Linked DNA regions of Mus musculus: all the other regions are linked to region 3. A link is a contact called in public ChIA-PET data. All regions are on one chromosome and are shown on one strand. Each heading gives the region's core, a stretch centred on a gene start, on an enhancer-like site or on the middle of the called end of the contact. The rest is flanking DNA. Distances are from core to core; before and after follow the strand shown. Region 1 overlaps Emilin2 (elastin microfibril interfacer 2). Region 2 holds the start of Emilin2 (elastin microfibril interfacer 2). Region 3 overlaps Myl12b (myosin, light chain 12B, regulatory).

What was found. ChIA-PET counts read pairs in DNA pulled down with a chosen protein or histone mark.
Region 1: an RNA polymerase II ChIA-PET map of memory CD8 T cells shows a contact between it and region 3, with 32 read pairs. The contact joins two enhancer-like sites. A contact is called at or near these places in 3 of 115 datasets of contacts at active chromatin or transcription factors (bone marrow-derived macrophages, large pre-B cells and memory CD8 T cells) and 2 of 9 other capture datasets (adipose tissue and liver).
Region 2: an RNA polymerase II ChIA-PET map of memory CD8 T cells shows a contact between it and region 3, with 10 read pairs. The contact joins the promoter of Emilin2 here to the enhancer-like site in region 3. A contact is called at or near these places in 1 of 484 Hi-C or Micro-C datasets (the G1E-ER4 cell line) and 3 of 115 datasets of contacts at active chromatin or transcription factors (bone marrow-derived macrophages, embryonic forebrain and memory CD8 T cells).

What each region holds. Positions count from the first base shown.
Region 1 is chr17:71,285,933-71,289,607 of GRCm38.p6, forward strand. The region is part of intron 2 of Emilin2 (elastin microfibril interfacer 2); the gene reads right to left. Among named protein-coding and RNA genes, the nearest start is that of Emilin2, 23 kb to the right of the region's middle. Within about 2 kb of position 2,404, at least 128 of the 459 cell types and tissues checked have an H3K27ac peak or open chromatin away from gene starts, as enhancers often do. A contact at or near this core is called in bone marrow-derived macrophages and memory CD8 T cells, where this site is marked.
Region 2 is chr17:71,309,500-71,313,361 of GRCm38.p6, forward strand. Emilin2 (elastin microfibril interfacer 2) reads right to left here and starts at 1,512. Exons shown (of 8, transcript NM_145158.4): 1 at 1,219-1,512; 2 at 650-772. The coding sequence starts at 1,361.
Region 3 is chr17:70,971,863-70,975,596 of GRCm38.p6, forward strand. It overlaps Myl12b (myosin, light chain 12B, regulatory), which reads right to left. Exons shown (of 4, transcript NM_023402.2): 3 at 3,597-3,734; 4 at 2,101-2,634. The coding sequence ends at 2,462. Among named protein-coding and RNA genes, the nearest start is that of Gm46595, 4.2 kb to the left of the region's middle. Within about 2 kb of position 2,444, at least 70 of the 459 cell types and tissues checked have an H3K27ac peak or open chromatin away from gene starts, as enhancers often do. A contact at or near this core is called in bone marrow-derived macrophages and memory CD8 T cells, where this site is marked.

The sequences.
Region 1 (3,675 bases), core at 1,154-3,653, 310 kb after region 3:
TTTGCTACCTCAGGGAGCCCACCCACCTCCTTAGAATCCCGAGCCTCTGTGCACTGGGGAAGTAGAGCTGAGCTAAAGTAGTGCTGTGTCCCCAAGCGCCTGGTCTGTGCTTACAAGGGCGGAGCACTTGTAACACCAACTGCTGACTGAGACAGTTAGCTCATGTCCCCAGTGTAGGGCAGATACACCAATGAAACAGACAGGGGTCAGTCAAGGCAGAGAGCACACGCTGACTCAGGCCAGTCACAGCCTGGCTCCTCTCCCAGGCTCTCCCAGTTGGGACCGTGTCAGCACCCTGTATGTGTGGTGGAGCCCTGTCTACAGCTGTGGCTGACATTTGTTTCAATGATAGAACCTGCATATACACACCGTCAGAACCCCAGCTCACAGTCCACACTGCGGTTCATGCTTGCATGCACTGTGCATTTAAGGTTGGGATAAATGCATAGTGGCCTGTAGCCACCACTGCGGGGTCTTATGAGCAGTTTCGCTACCCTAAAAGTCCCTGACGACTTATCCTTCTTTATCCTCCTCCCCAGGGGCCTCTGGTCTTTATTTTCTCCCTAATTTCTCCAGAATGTCGAAGAGCTGAAACCACACGGGTCTTCTCAGTCTGGCTTCTCTCGATATGAGGGGTATTTCTAGTTCCTCCTGGCTTTTTATGACTTGACAGATACAATAGGCAGGCAGCCTACCACTGACCTACACCCCAACTTTGTTTGTTTGCTTGCTTGCTTGTTTTTTTCAAGACAGGGTTTCTCTTTGTAGCCCTGGCCATCCTGGAACTTACATTGTAAACCAGGCTAGCCTTGAACTCAGAGCTTTGCGTTGCCTCTGCTTCCTGAGTACTGGGATCAAAGGTGTGCATCACTGTGGCCCTGCAAGAGCATTTCTTTTTAAGGCATTGTCTAAAACATCGTTACGAAATACAACATGTCCTATTGCAAGAATTCAATGAAATGAAATCATTGATTGGATTAATAGTGTGTCACTCAAACAAAAGTACTGTATCTGCCCAAGTCTGTGTGATCTAATCTCCTATTTTAAGAAGAAAACTTTATCCTCTGGTCTAAGCAGCTGACAATTCTTCAGTCTTCTCAGAACTAAACTGGACTGTGTAATCCTGGGTTCAAGATGAACTACCTGAGAGCCACACACCCAAGGGTAACCCAGAGCTGTTCAATCCAAGGTGCCCACGAGTCACACAAACTACTTATATTTACATTAAAATAAAATCAAATATTTAATTCCAACAGCCACATTTCAAGTACATCAGAGTATAAATGTTACCACAGAAAATCCTACCAGACAGAGTTTGCTGAAGAGAATAAACGAGACGGTACAGGAAGCTGCAGGGGTAGACCTTGATGTTTGACCTCTATTAAACCACGCTTTCTGAGCCCAGCAGAGGGGACAGACAGCTTGTACAAAGACACCAAATGAAGCTCAAAAACAAATCTTTGCCAAGAGGACCGTCAGCGCGGTGCACCAACAACCAAGGCTCCTAAGCCTGCATTTGACATTCACCTATATTCTAGCGACTAAAACCTGGCACAGATCCAAAGCCCAGCACACACACACACACACACACACACACACACACACACCACCACCACCACCACCACCACCACCACCACCACCACCACCACCACCATGGGGACACAACTTCAGCCTGGGACTTTTCCAGAGTACACACTTTCTAGTAAGTTCTTTCCTTCTGCTCACTGGCCTGCCACAGCCTGAAGCCAACTTTTCTGGCTCAATTTGGCACATGCAGTTCCGGTGGCTCTCAACCTAGGAGGATGAAGAGAGGACCATACAGAATGACTCATCCCGGAGGATCCCAGGAGAGAAATCAGTGTGCTGCCAAGTCACATCTTCCCCTTAGAGCTCAACAAGTCACATCTTCCCCTTAGAGCTCAACTCAACTCTGACTTACTACGTAACTGAGAGTGACTGTCCACCCTCCATTCAAATCCCCAGGATTGGGACCGCAAGCATATACCACCACGCCTAATCGTAAGGAGTACTGGGGCGTTGAACTCAGGTCCTTGTGCGTGCTAAGCCAGCACTGCCGACTGATCCAGGTCCCAGCCTGTGACTTACTTTTCAGAATAAAATGGCAGTAAAATACATACAATATAACATTTAGCACCTTAGCATTTACTTATATATCTATATATTTATTAGTTCGGATTCAAACCCAGAACACTGTATATCCTAGTAAATGTCCCACCTCTGACCCCACCCAGCCCATCGTGACCATTATCATAGGATCAGGTCTGTAGGTCTGTGGGTGACGTTAATCTCCCTAACTTCCCAAATGAAAACCCTATAGTCACCGAACACGTACTCCCTGACACGTCTAACCTCTGTGGTTCATCACTTCCTCTGAGAATTCAATGGCTCCCGGTGCCTCGTGAACACACCATTAAAGCACTTGTCTTTTCATCTAGCCCTTTTCACACCCTAGCGGGTCTTGCATGTTGCAGGGCGTGTCTGAATTTCCTTCCCGTTTTACAAGCAATTCACTTCAACAAACTTGGTCTCCTTGAGAAACTGACAAGACGGTAGACTAATTTTTTAGGAACCACAGACATGCTTTTCCTATTTTTTGTGGGATTTTTTTTTTTTTTTTTGTCAGTGAATGACTAAATAAATGTACTTTTTCTGTTTATTGACCCTCTGCCAAAAACAAATGCAGTCAGGCAGTGAGGGCCATGGAGTTGAAAGTGATTTCAACACTGAAATGTTGGAATTTTTTTTTCTTTTTGGTTTTTCAAGACAGGGTTTCTCTGTGTAGCCCCAGCTGTCCTGGAACTCACTCTGTAGAGCAGGCTGGCCTCGAACTCAGAAATCCTCCTGCCTCTGCCTCCCAAGTGCTGGGATTAAAGGCGTGCACCACCACTGCCCGGCAAAATGCTGGAATTTTAAAATACTTCCCACTTGAATCTCGTGTCTGACTGAAAGTCAAAATGGTCATTTTACACATGGCCATCTCTAAACGTGGTCTATGCAACGTCAGGAGATGGACTCCGGTCCCTAGATCCCTCTTATGGCTCCATTCCAAGCCAAGGTCCTCCTTACAGCTTAAAACACAAACTCAGAGTCCACCTTCCCATCCTTTTCTGCTGCATCACACAGTTTTAATTGGATCACCACATGGAGAATCTGGCCTGGAGACAAAGAAGTGTGAAACATGTAGCTCGGCTCTTTAGGAAAATTCCCCTAAACTTTAAAAAGCCAGAATGCTTAGGCCATGACTTTTTTTTTTTTTTTAATCTGAAATGACTATATGAATCTAAACGTCAGGTTAATGAGTCTTGATTAAAGTTGTTACAAGGTAACAGATCCTAGATCAAAGCAATGCGTTCAGAATGAAAACACCCTTCCAGAAAGGGCGTTCTGGTTCTTGGAATGGGGAGACAGTTGTTGGGGGAGAGCCTGATTATAAGTTGATGGCTTTGTTATTTCCTCTTGAGTTAATTTCCTTACACACTTAGGGGCAAGTTAGGTTTCAAAACCCACTCAGTCTTTTGCCTTGATCATACAGAGTAATGAGTAGGTTTCCCCACACAATTTATAATTATCCTGGAGAAAAAAAAAAAAAGAAGTCTTCATTCCTAAAGAAAGGATTAAAGAAAACTCAGTGTCAAGCCCTCCCCAACTCAGCTA
Region 2 (3,862 bases), core at 262-2,761, 340 kb after region 3:
CCCCCCCCCCACCCCGCCCCCGTGCCCAGTTTTTAAGATGCTGGAATCTTTATGAGCAAAAAAGATGTTTAACTATTCTGCACATCACCAAGGGCTATTCCATTCGGAGATCTGCCTCAAGAATCCACAAACCCAACTTGAGAAGAAAAGGGACAAACGTTCTAAAGCAACCTGAGGAGTTTAGTTTAGAAAATCATAACGCTGAAGAGGACAGTTGGGACAAAACTCACCTCCTTCAGAACTCCAACTGGTCAAACCTCTCGGCTAATCCTTCATTTAAAACATTTTAGAATCTCTATGCGACCCAGAACATACAATATGGATCTAATTAGGTTCAGCTGCCTTATGTTAGTAATAAAATTGAAAGAGGAGGGGGGAGAGAGAGAGGAGAGAGAGAGAGAGAGAGAGAGAGAGAGAGATGGGGGTGGGGCCTTTGTTCATCCTCTCCTGTGGCCTAGGGAATCTCAAACTCCCAAATTTTGCGCATCTTCAAGGTTCACGCAGAACAGCACACCATTAAATAGCCCAGAGTAGCTGTGAGCCGTGCAGATATCAGACTTTGTAGAGGGTCTGGAAGAGATTTCCACAAGGACTGAAGTCCAGCGCTCCACCTCACCCACCCACTCGGCCCTCGTGCTCCCCGACTTACACCAGGGCGGATGGACAGGGCATCTGGTTCCAGGGACAGTTGTACTGAGCTTGAATAAAACTCTCGCTTCCCTCCTGTACCGTGCAGCTCACGTTCTTATTCACGATGTAGGCGCACCAGTTTCTGGGGTAGAGAGAAAAGGGCTGGATAAACTTGGAGAACAATGGGGAGAAGGGGGAGACGAATTGACCCAACAAGTTGGCGGTCACCAGCGCTGAAGGCAGGAGCTTGCCAAAGCTGCCACCCCAGGGTGTCTCTTGCGTCTTTGGAACACCAAAGAGTCCCAAACCTGCAGAACAGGATGTGTTCGTGTTCGGGCTCGGTGGCAGATCCCGTAGTTCTGCCGAACACTCCCCATTGCCCGGGTTCGCTTCAGGATGCTTGGGGCGCCTGGTGGGGAGCACATGGCCACCCGGGGGTGGCGACACCCCAAAAGCCTATGGGGCTCTCTCTGCTACCGCCCGTCGCCATTGCCGGGGCAGCTCTGGAGCCCGCAGGCGGATTCGGGAGTGACCGCCTAGGATCTGGGACTCTAGGGCTGGGGGCGAGCATAAGGGACACACTCTTACTTGTTCCTGGCACTGGGCCTCGCGTGGTACCCAGGCTGCGAGCTCGCGTGGCACAGTCCCGCGCCGCCCAGGGCCAGCAGGGCCAGCAGGGCCGGCGTCCAGCGACTGGGTGCTCGGGGTCGGGGCGGGGTCTCCTGACACATCTTGAGCCCCACAAGGCTGCAGGCGGCGGGGCCGCGGGAACCGGCAGCGGGCTCGGGCGCTCGGCGGCCCCTCTGGCTCTTCGTCCCCACGCCTCCGCACTGGCCGCTCCGCGGTCCCTCAATGACGCACAGGTCCCCCCGGGTGCCGCCCTCTTTAATTCACTTCCCTCTCCGAAACGTGACTCTTCCCTTCACCATCTCTCGGCCCATCGCCTCTCGGCAGGGGGTTCGGGGAAAGAGCCAAAGGGTTAGGAACCGGGGTCTTGGTTACAGACTTTTCAATTACACATTCCTTTGGTCTCTTCCCAAACGCCAGCAGCTCCGCCTCTCACCTTCCAAACAGCGCGACCCCAGCCCCTCCGGAAGTGCAGCAAGCTTCGGGCGGTCCCCACCTCGATCCCCCGGGGCCTCTCTCCGGCCAGAAGCCCAGGACCACCCATCAGTTATTGCCCCCCCCCCCCGGCGGGGGGAACCTACTCAAGGGGGACTCAGCGTCGATTTCTTCCTCTGAGGCCCCACCGCCGTCTACCCATCAATCTTTAAGGTCTTGGGCGAAAGTTGAAGACGCAGGAGCTCTCCTAGGCGCAGCTAGTACACGGCTTGAACTTTCCAAATGCGCGGGCTGCTCCTGGATAGTGGGGTTGCCTCCCCGCAGCTGCAAACTGTCATTTGCTACTCCAGTGTTTATGAGGAGATGTCCTGCTCGGACGTTTCTCTTTCCATCAGTATTAAAGGCGGATGTTTCGGTCGGTAAAATGCTGCGCAAACATGAAGACATGAGTTCAGATCCTCAGGCACCCACATAAAAAGTTAGACAGGCTTTCACAAACCTGTAATCCCAGTACTAAGGAGGTGGAGACAGAAGAATCTCTGAGGCTGCAGGCTCACTGACAGACCCTAGCTCAAGGGGGGAGTGCCAGAGAGAGCAATTGACAAGAGGATACAAGACATTAATCTCTGGCCTGCACACACGCACACAGTATGTATGTGCGGGCAAACATTTTTAAAAGACCATTTATTATAATAGTTTTTTTTTGTCTTTGCATCTAAATAGTTCAGATTCTGTTGGTGCCTTCCTGCCTCCCTCCAACCCTTCATTCCTCCATCCTTCCCTCCCTCTCTTGCTCCCCCTGTTGGTCATGTTTTCTGCCTATTCAAACGCTACAGGGGTCTTTGCCAATTTCTCTATAGCCTGACCAAAGTGACTCCACAGATAAAATCAGCCACAGAGGGTAGGGTGTTCTACTTGGGAAGCTGGGGCAAGAGACTCACCTTAGAGGCTAGCCTAGGCTACACACTGCACCACCAAGGAGGGGTATTCTAGAGGAGAGAGAGAGAGAGCTATTCCTTTGAAATTAGTTGCTGCTCCTACCCGCCCTAGTTGGCAAGCCTAGGCTCACTGCTGTACCTGTGAACTAACATGACACTGTTGGCTGGGGGTTGGAGGGACAGGGAAAGTTGGCTATGTTTTGATAAAACTAAATGAAGCCACTGGTTGTTTTATTTTCTCATATGCTTTGCTTTGATGGTTTTATTGGGTCCTTTTGATTTGCAAATTGAAGAAAGAAAATTCCCAAAGTAGAAAATTGTACCATGTAAGGACATAATCCGTTCATGAACTTTCCAAGTGGAAGATTATACAAATAGTGGACTGAAGTCATCCTGCCTTCAAAAGAGCCACGGGGGAGAAATAACAAAGATAAAAGACTGTCCTGTGTAACCTGATCTATGCCTTTCTCTTTGTCTTCTCTGTCACCCAGCTCTAACCTCCATTTTGTCCATTGAGTGTCCTGGGGAAGATCTAGTCTAGAAATGGAGACTGCGTGAAGGAAAAAATAGGGGGCAACCCACAAGTTATGTCCATCAACAACCGGCAGCATGTGTGTATGCATGTGGGTATGTGTGTGTGTGTGTGCGTGCGTGTGTGTGTGTGTGTGTGTGTATGCGCACACGTGAGCACCTGTGTGTGCAGTATGTGCGTGCACGTGTGCATGTATATATGGGTGTGTGCATGTGTGCGTGCTTGTGTGTGTATGTGTGTGTATGTGTACACCTATATGTGTGTGCATGCATGTGTGTACGGGTGCATGTGCATATACCTGTGCATGCAGTGTGTGCACGTGCATGTGTATATGGGTGTGTGTGTGTGCATATGTGAGTGCCCATGTGTGTGTATGCGTGTGAGTGCCTGTGTGTTCATGTGTGCATGTGAGTACATGTATGTGTGCGCACACACACACGTGAGAGAGAGAGAGAGAGAGTGCACACACCTATATATAAAAGTGCTGGTGCCTGCAGAGGCCAAAGGTGTTGACTCTCTTGGAGATAGAGTTACAGGAAATTGTGAGCAGGCTGATGTGATTGTGGGAAATCAAACTAGGGTCTTCAGTATAGACACTTAACCACTGGGCCATCTCTCCAGGCCCAATTTTCCTTTTTTGTTTGTTTGTTTGTTTGTTTGTTTTTTAAGACAAGTTCTCACTATGTAGCCCTGGCCTGGA
Region 3 (3,734 bases), core at 1,194-3,693:
GTGCATATACCTACAGAAGCCAAAAGTGGGTATAAGGTCTGTCCCCTGTAGTTGGAGTTACAGGCAGGTGTGAACCACCTGATGTGGGTGCTAGAAACCCCAGTCCTCCCCAAGAGCAGCAAGCATTCCAAACCGTCTCCCCAACCCACTGGATTAACTCTTAAAGGCAGGAGACAAGAAGGATCAAATTTAATCCTGGCACTAGGGAGGCAGATCCCTGAGTTCAAGGCCAGCCTGGTCTACAGAGCGGGTTCTAGGACAGCCAGGGCTACACAGAGACATTGTCTCGAAAAACCATCCACCCATAAGGTGGTGGTGGCGGTGGCAGTGGTACAACTGGACAGATGGCTCAATGGTTAAGAGGACTGTTTGCTCTGAGTTTCTGAGGACCCAGTTCAATCCCAGCAACCACACGGCAGCTTGCAACCATGTCTAACTCCACCTCCAGAGGAGTCAACACCCTCACACACATGCATGCAGGCAAAACACCAATGCACGTATAATAAAAAAATATTTAAATCATTTAAAAAAATTCAGGAAACAATGGCACATGTTCATCTAGAGACAGATTCTTTTTTTTTTTTTTTTCTATAATAGGAAACGGCTCAGAACATTTTATTTATTGAGACAGGGTGTAGCCCAGGCTGGCCCCAATACTATATACCCAAGATGAGCTTCAACTTCAGATCCTCCTGCCTTTGTCTCCCCAGTGCTTGAATCACAGGCCTGTGCTGCCAACACTTGTACTTTTATGAGGTGTTGGAGATGGACCCTGAGGCTCCACGAGTAAATACCAGTGGCCCACATCCTCAGGCCCCTTCACGCCATATCTTATCCTAGTCGGCCATCACTGGGAAGAGAGGCCCCTTGGTCTTGCAAACTTTATATGTCCCAGTACAGGGGAAAGCCAGGGCCAAGAAGTGGGAGTGGATGGGTAGGGGAGCAGGGCAGGGGGAGGGTATAGGGAACTTCCAGGATAGCATTTGAAATGTATATAAAGAAAATACCTAACTAAAAAAACTACTCACGGGGAGTGGTGGTGCATGCCTTTTATCCCAGCACTTGGGAGGCAGAGGCAGGCTGATTTCTGAGTTCGAGGCCAGCCTGGTCTACACAGTGAGTTCCAGGACAGTCAGGGCTATACAGGGAAACACTGTCTCGAAAAACCAAAACCAAACCAAACCAAAAACTACTTAAAAAAAAAAAAAAAAAGGTTTATACACACACACATACACACACACACACTAATGGCCATAGACCTCAAAGAGGACACTGTTAGATTTATTTATTGGACATTGATTTTGCTTTGTCTTAAACATTGAAAGTACCTCTTGGTACCCTACACCAGTCTTTTCAATCCGGCCATAATGAGACACAGCTAGACTGGAGGTCAGTGGGCCAAGGATAGCCGTGTCTGCTGCACCAGCTCAAGCCAAGTGACTGCATCCCTGGATGCTGTGGTTCCCTCGATGGTTTTACATCTTTGCTGCCTCTCTGTTCTACGCGACACCGCAACAATGAGCTTTTCAAGCACAAACCATGTTTCCCCCCCCTACCTACAGTCATGGGATTCCCTATCTCGACTCTACATCGATGACACACTTGAAAGCAATCTTCGTGTTCTCATTCATTACTGTCATTGTGCTTTGGGTGAGAGTCTGCCTTGCACTAGGATCGCTTCCTGTCAAGCAGACCTCAACCAGGCTGTATCTCCCAGGGAGCGTTTCTGTCCACTTTCCACCATGCAGTGTTCTTGGTCACCACACGGTATTTATGTGGCTTTGCCTCTTCTGTCTGTCCTGGCCCTTAGTCAGCAACACTCACAAGAGCATGCTGGGTAACGGGTACTAGATAAATGGCTTGGTGTCTATTTCTGTCTAGTCTTAGTCACACGACAAGCCACTTGCATTTCCCTAGAAGCAGCGAGATAAAGATCAAAGGTGTAACTAGCTCTTAAAGACGCTGAGGTGTATTTAAACTTCTGAAGATGAGAATGTGGCAAAGTCTGAATTTTACAAAGCTGGAAACCTGAAGAAAGGAGCACCCCACACTATCGCTCGTTTGTTTTATACTCCACTTGAGTCAGCATCATCTTTATTTCAAAATAACATTTTTATTATATAAAAATGTAAAAAAAAAAAAATCCAGCAAAACCAGAAATCCGGATATATTGTCCTGGGCTTTCACAGTGGTTCATTTTTTATTTGCATCTCGTTTTCAGTACAATTTACAACATTGTCCCCCGTTCCAGTCTGATTATGCACATGCTAAGTGACAGAAAGGGCCTGGAATAAATACATTTAAAAAAAAAGCTCTCAACTAAGTGGCACACAGTAGGCCCTATGGGGGAGGGGAAGTGACTGAGAAACTAAGTGGCACGCAGTAGGTCCTATGGGGTGTGTGTGTCTGAGACAGGAAGTGAGCAAGCAAACGCAAGAGGCGTGTCAGCCGCCGCAGCTCTTCAGTCATCTTTGTCTTTCGCGCCGTGCTTCAGGATGCGTGTGAACTCAATGTAGTTGAAGTTCCCCTTTTTGTCAATGGGGGCCTCTCTGTACAGCTCATCCACTTCCTCGTCTGTGAAGCGGTCGCCCATGGTGGTCAGCAGCTCCCTCAGGTAATCCTCCTGGATGGTGCCTGGAGGGCAACAAAGGGCAGGCTCATGGCACAATGTGACAAACCAACCCCTAGTCAGCAATTCGGCACTCTCATCCACGAGCCGCTTCCCAGCCCCTCCAGAGCACTCTATGAACACTAAATTGATTTTTAAAAGTGTCAAAGTAGAGATAACTCAGTAGTTAAGAGCACAGGCAGAGCCCAGCACCTCCTGTCTCACAACCATTTGTAACTTTAGTCCCAAGAATCGTATGCCTGCTCTGGCCCCTGAAGGCCACCAGGTGTGCATGTGGTACACACACACAGCTGTAATATTTACACACAGAAAAGAAAAACAACTTTTTAAAAACCACAATATAGAAACACAAAGTCCAGTCAAAATTAAGAGGTGGCTGCCCAGAACAAGAGGCAGTTTCACCCAGAGCCACTGCAGGGACAGCCATGTGCCAGGGCCATGGGAGGGAGATACCAAGGTGATGTGTGAGACCCAGCAGGAGGTTAGTGCGGAATAAAAGGAGAAATGACTGAAGAAGGAAGGAGGAGGAGAGGAAGGTGAGATGGGAAGGCTTTTCACACTGAAATGTGATTCTCCAGACAAAACAGAGCAAAACCCCAGGTAGCCCAGAGACACAGAACACTTCAAAGAACACTTCAAGTGCTCGTGCTGTAAACTATGCTTTTCAGAGAAGCCAGGGGTCTCAGAAAGCACAGCTTTCACTGTCCAAGACTACCTAACGATACATTTGATTTTGTTAGGAAGCTTGAAGCCAGATGCAAAGGTGCATGAGCTAGGCGAAGCCGTTCGTTTCATGACCTACAGCAGATCTATGGCCAGGCCATTTTCGGTTCTACTGCCCTATTTTAAAGTAACAAGCTTGGTTAGCTTGTTTTTGCTTTGACTAAAAAAATTTTACACATTAAAAAATGTCCTAAAATATGCTCCATGTACCCTCAAGTGAGGACACACACACACAGCGCGTTACCTGTGGCTTCCTCATCAAAGCAAGCGAAGGCGTTTCTGATGACGTCCTCGGGGTCAGTGCCGTTTAGCTTCTCCCCAAACATGGTGAGGAACATGGTGAAATTGATGGGGCCCGGGGCCTCGTTCATCATGGCGTCCA